Regions from separate parts of the Zea mays genome. Here regions 1 and 2 are each linked to region 3. Evidence: chromatin contacts called from public Hi-C data. All regions are on one chromosome and are shown on one strand. The core of a region is the stretch at or near the end of the contact, and the rest is flanking DNA. Distances in the headings are between cores, read along the strand shown. Region 1 holds the start of LOC103650916 (PHD finger protein EHD3). Region 2 holds the start of LOC103650918 (ubinuclein-1). Region 3 holds the start of LOC100274332.

Evidence for each region. Hi-C and Micro-C count contacts between places; a contact is called where the count stands out from the background.
Region 1: a Hi-C map of tassel shows a contact between it and region 3, with 1.9 times the contacts expected there. The contact joins the promoter of LOC103650916 here to the promoter of LOC100274332 in region 3. A contact is called at or near these places in 2 of 25 Hi-C or Micro-C datasets (ear and tassel).
Region 2: a contact with region 3 is called in a Hi-C map of endosperm, with 2.8 times the contacts expected there. The contact joins the promoter of LOC103650918 here to the promoter of LOC100274332 in region 3. A contact is called at or near these places in 3 of 25 Hi-C or Micro-C datasets (ear, endosperm and tassel).

What each region holds. Positions count from the first base shown.
Region 1 is chr3:175,681,975-175,685,137 of Zm-B73-REFERENCE-NAM-5.0, reverse strand. LOC103650916 (PHD finger protein EHD3) reads left to right here and starts at 1,724. Exons shown (of 4, transcript XM_035966364.1): 1 at 1,724-2,740.
Region 2 is chr3:175,788,723-175,791,483 of Zm-B73-REFERENCE-NAM-5.0, reverse strand. LOC103650918 (ubinuclein-1) reads left to right here and starts at 1,466. Exons shown (of 13, transcript XM_020550403.1): 1 at 1,466-2,099; 2 at 2,707-2,761. The coding sequence starts at 1,773.
Region 3 is chr3:176,359,886-176,362,770 of Zm-B73-REFERENCE-NAM-5.0, reverse strand. LOC100274332 reads right to left here and starts at 1,345. Exons shown (of 4, transcript NM_001148693.1): 1 at 144-1,345. The coding sequence starts at 403.

The DNA of each region.
Region 1 (3,163 bases), core at 475-2,974, 680 kb after region 3:
CCCCACATCCCACATCCGATATTCCACATCCCACATCCCACATCCCATATCCCATATCCAACTTCACACAAGCACCCAACTGTAACACGTTCTAAGCAATACTACTGTCAGCACTACACTGGACTAGGGCTCCGGCCTGAACCAGTATAACCCCTTCCACCTCAGATCCACCTTCGAGCTCCTATAGCTCACCATTCGAAGCGAGTCCGCGCTAACACCCCTGTCGAACACAAATCTTATTATCCACCGGTTCTAGAAACCACGACAGTCCGGTGCCTGTGAGAGGACGGTTCGGAAACCAGACAGACGATTCGGCTCAGTTGGCCGGATGGTTGAGCAATGACCAGAGGCCGCAAGGTCCACGCGCCTTCAAGCGTCGACAATCGGAAACAGGTACGCCAAAGCAAAATTCATGTAAAACATCTGGTCGACTGGTTAAAGTCGTCTATGCTTTTGATCAGTTACTCTCCAAATACACCAGCAAAAATGTCGTCCCACATGGTCGGCCAACAAAGCAACCCCGGTCACTCGCAAAGGCAATACTGCCGAATAAAACGACCCAAAAGGCGACATAACAAGTGTCGCATGTTCATCCAATGATGCCATGATACTTTTCACTAGCCTATCCATCGTCGACATATTGTTCTGTTCAAACATGGAGTAATGCGGCGATGAATCCATATTACATGTACAATCCCTTTGCTTATTTGGGTTTGGGGCACCTCGATTTTGATCCTATTGACCCATTGATCAAGCAGTCATTGCCGAGAAAGATGCAATCCTAAACGACCTTTATATATTAGAGCTTTATTAAATGATTACCTTATTAGATTGAAAAAGATGGTGATTTGCATCATGCTTAATTCATACTTCGGAAACAAAATAACTTGTGAGATCTATTGTTTCTCAAAGGGTGCTGATAGTACATATGCTTTTGGTTTGTCAGTATCCACCAAAGACAGGGGGCATGTGTTGAGCACCAGAATGGGAAGGCGGATGGTCCGGCCCTATACCCGAATGGTCTACGTTCCGGACGGTCCGCGCTTGAACAAAATCGGTTAGGGTTCCTGATTTCTTAGCAAACTCCGCGAGATTTGTTTAGGAACCGACTTGTAACTGATCCATACTTCCCTCTTATATAAACGAAGGGGTTCGATCGATTGACACACCTACAATCGATCCAATAAAATATATTTATCAAATTTACCTTATTTGCATTGTTCTTTCCATTCATTAGTAGTAGGAGTAATCTAGCTTTAGTTTAGCCCTAGTATTAGTCTTTTTCGACCTATTAGTTCATCTCTAAGTGACTCTACATCGCCTAAGGACATCCGGGTGTACTGTCGATCCCTGAGCACCTCTGGAACTCTCCTCGACGAGATCCATCTCGAGGGGCGAGTTCTAGAGTTCTTCGCGAAGAAGACCCTCTGCGCACATGTGGACCGTCCGATCCAGAGCGCGGACCGTCCGGCACGTGAGCAGAGGATACACGATCCTACCGTAGGGTCGCAGACACGTCCCGCCAATCGTCTACGCCACCGCAAAGAGCACAGTCATATGGTTCGCCCTCTTTCCTACTCATGCATCTTAACCTTCTAGCTGAATTTTGACGATAGGCCCGAACTTTCCGCCATGGAATCTACATTACGTCATAAATTCACCCGATCCAATTGAGCGGTGCCTTGCATATCCTGCATCAAATGGAAGCTGTCGATTCCGGGGTGAATTTTGTCTGACCAGGTTGCCATTCTGTGTCGCAAACTCGCAACCAATCCGTACCGGAATCACGGGAGATGTGGACGTGCCCAGATGAAATTCCAGCGGTAGATGCCAACCTTGTGTCCGGCGACCGGCGTGCTCCGGTTGCCGGGGCTGGGTGGGCAACACACAAATCTAGTGCCTGGCACCTGGCAGCAACGGCGGAGAGACGATGCGCGCCAGGTAGATCCTCAGCACGGTCTGAAATCTGCAAGGAGGTGGGGGCGAAAGCATGCGCTACTATGCTAGAAGCTCCTCATCCCGGTCGGTAAACGCCACTGCCGCCGCGAGCTCACCTCCGACGGGACGGAACGAAGCCGCTGCCACCCGAGGGAACCGCGTCGACCAATCCCACCCTAACGACATCGCCTCAGCACCAGCAAGCTGGCCACACCAATCCCCCGGCCTCGCGCCCCTCGAGCCCCCGATCCAAATGGTGCAGGCGGACCAGTAGCGGCGCCCACCGCGCCGCCAATTGGCACTGCGGCCGCCACTACGTCCGAAAAACTCGCGATCGTGGGACCTCCGATCCCGTCCCATGGTCCCGCCGGCCTGTCCGTGCCTTCCCAAGTTCCTAGCACCACCGCCGCGCGCCGCGCCGGTGCCGAGGGAGCGGCAGCAGTAACCGGCAGGCGAATTTGAATCCAGCTGCGCGGCGGGGCGAACTCGCTCTCATGCGCAGGCGTGGCTTGGCGTTCAGCGTCGGCCCCAACCGCGGCCGACCCTCGTGCGCCGGGGCTACGACCGTTCGGGGCCCTCCCTGCCTCCACGCGGAAGCTCTTCTTCCTCCCTCAAGACGCGAACCCCGTTGCCTCTCGGGTCATCTTCGCCACACCGTCCTGCCCGGACCGCCGTGGCGCTCTGCCTCGATCTACCAAATCCATGGCTCGGCACGAGGATGCGGACGCAGAACAATCACTTCCATCCGCCAGCGCGTTGTCTCGCCGTCGGATCGCGGGATGGGAGATACGAAACCAACCAGGTAATCAACTGGCTAACATTTCCTTCCCCCTACTGGATCAACTTAATTTGTGTAAGCTCGCATCGTGCAGCTTGCCGATCATTCGATCAATTGGTTGTGTGTATTTATCTATCTGGCTGTCCAAATTTGTATGCGTAAGCTCCCCGCACGTTCTAACGCATGCAGAGTTGCGGACTGTCGTGGCACAAAGTGTCTTACTGGGAATTCTTGACGGAACACTTATATTTTTACAAGGTTTGAAACAAAGTGTCTTAGGCAAGGGATAAAATACTCTTACTATTCAAAATTGAATAATAAGAGGGGTTTTATTCTCTTCAGGGCTGATTTGATGACCAGGGATCACGGGAATTGAGGGGGAAATGAACTAATTTTTTCCTCAATCCCTCCAATCCCCCCGTCATCTGCATCTAGATCGGAGGTGAT
Region 2 (2,761 bases), core at 217-2,716, 570 kb after region 3:
CTTGTTGCAGGTTGCTTGCTACTTGATGCTTCCTGCGAGGCTGCTACCTATCATTTGCAAATACTTATACAGATGTATTCTAAAATGTAGGAACATGACCGGGATAGTGATTCCCAATTCATGAATGAAGATGGCGAGCTGTGAAGAAATCTTACAAATGTGTGTTTGATGTCATGAAGACATTGAAGACCTTATATTGTGTCCATGTGTGTGTGTCGGTGTGTGAGTGTGACTATAAGTCTATTACTCTGTTAACTGTTATTGTGTATGGACTGAATTTATGTGGGCAGAGTGAGTGTAAGTTTACTTGTTGGATACTTGGATTTGGAATTGTGCTATGTGCTCATGTACTATTGTGGACTTATTTTATTTTCATGTTGTTCAATGGCTATGTGGTCAACTGGTCATGTAATCATGTGGTGATGTGGACTTATTTTCCGGTTAATTTTTCCGTTGAGGTAATTTCCGTTCGTTTTCGGTTAATTTTCGGCCGTTTTGGTTCGTTTCCGTAAACCCGTATAACCCGAACCCGTTTCCGCCCGTGGTTGTTCCGCTCCCGCTCCCATTTCCGATGAAGAATTGCGGGAGCGGAAACGGAAGAAGGGTTTTTCCGTCCGTTTCCGTCCGTTTTCATCGCTACTTCCGGTTCAGAAAACCACGACATATTGCATGTTTGAATTGTAGCAAAAAATCATGTTTCTTGGATCATGTATAGTTGAGTTATAGATTTATCTAGGTTTATGTTTTAACTAACTAGTTTTTAAATCTGTAACCGAGTCATACGTGATCCAATGAGCATGAAAAATTTAACGGACTCAGCATGTGTAGATCTATATAGTGAATATATGATATAATACGTTTTAGTACAAGATAGCTTTAGATCTATATATTTCTATTATTAATTCATAGTTGTAATTTTCTGTGGTCCAATTTTGATGAAATCTTTATGGTGAACTAATAGTTACATGCATGCTCGAGATGTAGTAAAATTTTGATGCTGATATATGGTTGAGTTATAGATTTTTATATGTTTCAAAACCCTAAAATCTAAGCCCATTCTATATGGTACAATGACCATAATTTTTTCACTACATCTCATCTCAACATGCAATAATTAGCTCGCCATATTTTCTTTTTATCATAACTGGCCACAAAAACTGTTGCTATAAATTACTTATAGAAAAACATAGTTTTAAATGTACTAAAACATACCATATCATATACCATGTAATATGAGCTAGCATAATTGAATTTTATATATTATGATTGCTGTATAATCTACTATATTCTTTTAAAAAATAAACTAAAATAAAGGGAGAGAAAAACTGTCTTTTGCTACAGCTGAGCTAGAAAAGGAACCTTTTTCCGCGCGTTATTCTTCTTCTTGTATTCGAAAGCCCAAGCCCAACTGATAAAAGGCCCATGCTCAAGCGATAAGACGAGAATAAACAACCACCGATCCCCCAGGGCCCAGGCCCACGCGCACACATTCTGATTCCGAAGGCAAGGGCGTGTACATGGCGGTGAGACGAGGAGCCAAAACCCAACGGCGACGAGAAATCCACGGCGGCTAGTTCACCCCATCCGGCGCGAGCGACTCCCTCCGCCTGCACCAAAAACGAGGGCGTTTTCGTGTCCCCTCCTCCAAACTCCGGAGCCCACATCCTCCAGTCCCCACTCACCTGCGCCACTCCCCACCACGCTCCTCAAAACCCTAGGTCCTTCGATCTAATGCCGTGAGCTCTCGAATTCTCAATTCCCCCAGCCTCTCCATGGAAGACCCCGTGGCGGTACCCTCCTCGTCCTTGACCGACCCTGCCGCTGCCGCCGCAGCTAGGGTTCCGGGTGCGGTGGCAGCAGCCCCTGGCGTCACCTCTGCGCCGTCCGCTCTCGCTCCGACGCAGCCGCCTGCCACCGCGGCCGCGGTCTCTGAAGCCGCGACGCCGTGCCAGAGGCAGCTGTTCACAGTGGAGCTGCGGCCAGGGGAGACCACAATCGTGTCGTGGAAGAAGCTTCTCAAGGAGGCCGGGCACACCGCCGCGGCACCGCCAGTGGCGGTGGAGCCAGCGTTCGCCGCACATGCGGGCCCATCTGGTCCGGTAAGCAGTCATCTTGCTGTTGTTGCTTGTTGGTTGGTTACCTGCTGCATCGCTGTAATCTGTGCGCTACCTAGCTTAGCTTTGAAAATAGAAGGATTCTCTGCAGACTGAGGGTAAGATCTGCAAGATGTAACGTGAGGACCGTTTTGTGTTTGGTAGGTAGCAACACGTACATCCCTCATAAAAAGCATACCTTTAGGGAACCTGTTTGTAGTGATGACGATGACAACATCGATGTTCTTAATCGCTATGAACACAGTGTGGTTGTATTCCATTGTTGGGTTGAGCTATGTATGTATATATTTTTTATGTTAGGTACCTGTGCTGTATCATGCAGAGATGTTCTACAGTGAGTATTAGTTCCTCTCTCTTGTAATCTGCCAAAATCTTGAAAGTATATAGGCCCAAATCAACGAAATATCACCCTGATGAATTGTTGTACATGACTACATGTTCATGCCAAAACCTTGTCATTCTTGAACATGACGCTCTTAACACCCAAGTATTTCAGTCTGAGAAGTATGTTAAAATAGTGGAATCCACTGAATTTCTTTACATTCAAGAAGCGTCGTATTTAACATCTAGTTTGTTTTATCTTTTGAATCAGGCACATCCTGCAGAAAATGACCCAAAGGATCCAACACAGCCAAATCGGTTCAATG
Region 3 (2,885 bases), core at 96-2,595:
TAGCTGAATAACTAATGTACTATTGTATCCAAATCTAAAGCATGGAAACTAATCGGTTATAAAATCTTGATATTTGATAAACTCATCTTCTGAAGATAACATATGTTAAACTGGAATGGACATGCCTGAAAGACAATTCTTACCATGATAGTGAAAGATTTGCAACCCCCCACCCCAAGGTGTCACGCCATCCTGTGCATACACCGGAGGCCACAATGACTATCCTGTCATCTCCAACTAGTGAAATGATACGCAGGAGCAGCTCCATGGGGAGGTCTTTCCAATTCGTGAAGCTCGTTTCATTGCCAGCATCCTGAGGCTGTCGACTCTGGTCACCTCCAGAAACCATAAGAGTATCGAACGAATTGTTCAATTCCCCAGTGGGCTGCTGTGCACTATCCATTTTAAAATTATCCGAGTGCAGAGCCAGTCTTTTTCTGAGAATCGAAAAGGCAACTTAACCTGCAATCATTAGAATACGAATGAATAGACATACACTGACTTGTAAGTCTCATAGAATCATTTACAAATAATGTCTTTGTACAGCTGTAAAAGTCTGTCTAGTAATTAGAACTGAACTTGTCATAGAAACATTTATACAATCAGCAATACGCACAGGAGATCATAGTAAAATTCCCAACTCTGAAATCGAGGCAATGGGAACGTGAACATCAATACATCATTTCATTGTTAAGGTGGCAATTAACGCCTATCTACAACACAAACCAAAAAGGCACAGCGCAAACACGCAGATGCAAGTTAACAGCACTACAGGTTAAGGACAAGATCAAGAATATAAACAACTACTTCTTTAGATCATCAGGAGAGAAATACCAAAAGTACCCAAACGAAACGCACACAGAGTGTGTGTTTCGTCGCAGTCGGCAATCTTTTTCTTCTTTGGATGGATTTGTAACAGCCAAACTACTTCGAAGAAGTATGAAACGCATCTAGTAAAATGCGGAAGAAGCGGCAAGTATAAAAGCAGCACGACCTATACTAGGTGCCGAACATTTCTTTTTTGGTAAAGCATCGGAATTTCCGGCAAAAACATCGGAGGCGTGCTTTACAACGCAAAGCTTAACAAACCAGCACATAGCAAACTGCAAACCAACGTTCCGATGAATCGAGAGGCATGGTGAAGTAAATCCTCCATGGCATCGATAAATCCCAAATCTCTGGGGATGGGATGAATGGTGAAAAATCCGGCGCGGGTAGTATGCATCTACTCATTGAAGGGACCCACACCCACTGCAAGTATCGGGTTGGAAGGAATATCCGAGAAAATAACTCCAGATCACCCGGGAGCTGCAGTAGCTTTCGCGCACAGACAGCCACAGAAAAGACGACGATACTACGGGTGAAAAGGCCCCGAGATTCAACGGGGAAACCCTAAGAACCACAAAAAGAATCTATAGCCTCAGAAGGCGATGTCGGTACCAGGAGCAGGACAGCGCGCTCAGGAATCCCGAATCGAAACCAAGCGATCTGAACTTCCATTTATGCAGTACAGAAAAAAAAGACGCTAACTTTCGGCTTACCTAGTCCGAGAAGCGAAGCAAATCGCGGCGAAGGGCCCCAAAGATGGTTTTTAGTCGCAGTTGTGAACTGCGACTGCCTTGGGACGGAGGAGGACGGGGGTGATAAATAGCAAGCGCAACGCAGGACACGCGACGGGAGGCTCGAGGAGGGGGACGGGGGTTACGTGGCGTGCGGGTGGCGGGGCCGGGCTGCCCGGGCACGTGTGCGGTGGAGTCGGCTGGCGACCGGGACCGGGATTTTTATCCCGCTTGTTTGCGCTTCTTGGCTTCTCCGGAAGTCCGGATGCGGGGACGGGAAAACGGGAGGAGTGCGCCGTCCGGACCCGCAGCCGCGCGATTCGACCTGGTCTGGAGGAAAACGTCTGGAAGGCCTCGGTTCCTCCTCTGCTGGCTGCCACTCGATTTTGGCCCTTTGGGCCGAGCTCGGGCCCCGGCTCGGAATGGACACACGCACTACTGCTATTGTTTTTATTTCTGCTTTTAACCTACATTCATGTTCCGTGAAAACTTAAGCGTAGCATTTTATGTTATTATAGGGGTTATTTGGGATGACTCTAGGTTCCAGCTCTAATGTAGAGTATCAATTTAATTAGGTTTAAAAATATTTTTACTTTAAATAATAAATAAAATGGCTTATCTAAGGATGTGTTTGGTTGTGCGACTGCTAAGGACCGGCAAGACAGAGACGTTCCATGACGTCATCTTCTGTCTTTCCAATTTTGAGGGACAACTAGAGACAAAACTGGGATAGTTTTGTTCCAATCTCTCACCCTGAACCAAACAACATCATTTAAGAGATCATTTTATATTATCTCGTTCTGTCATTACAACCAAACGCATCCTAAATGTCTTCTAAAGGTTCACAACTCCATGATTTTCTAAAGCAACTAATGACCTGCTCTACCAATTCCATCAAATTTTCTAGAGCTGGAGTTGTCCCAAACACCCATAGTATACTCCCTCCGTTTCGGTTTCTATTTCAGTTGGTTTTTTTACTCTAAATTGGATTGGCTCGCCTTGTTAAAAAATTATAATTATTACTCTCTCCATTCCAAGATATAGTTATTTTTAGCCTTTTTTCCTCCAACATTCAAATACATGATAACGAATGTGGATATATTGTCGGGGATAAGATCTCGGTCCCTGAGACCCATCGGTCAGCGAGCGGGCTAGGGAAAACCTCTGGCGACTGGGGCCTGTTGGTCAGCAAGATGAGAAAGAAAATGCCTGCCCTAGAAGCATGCGCCCCCAGACAAAAACCGTGGCACTGAACCCGGGGTCGGCATGGAGGAGCTAACAGGGGGTCGGGCGAACCGAAGGAAAACCACTCAAGTGGATCCCTCG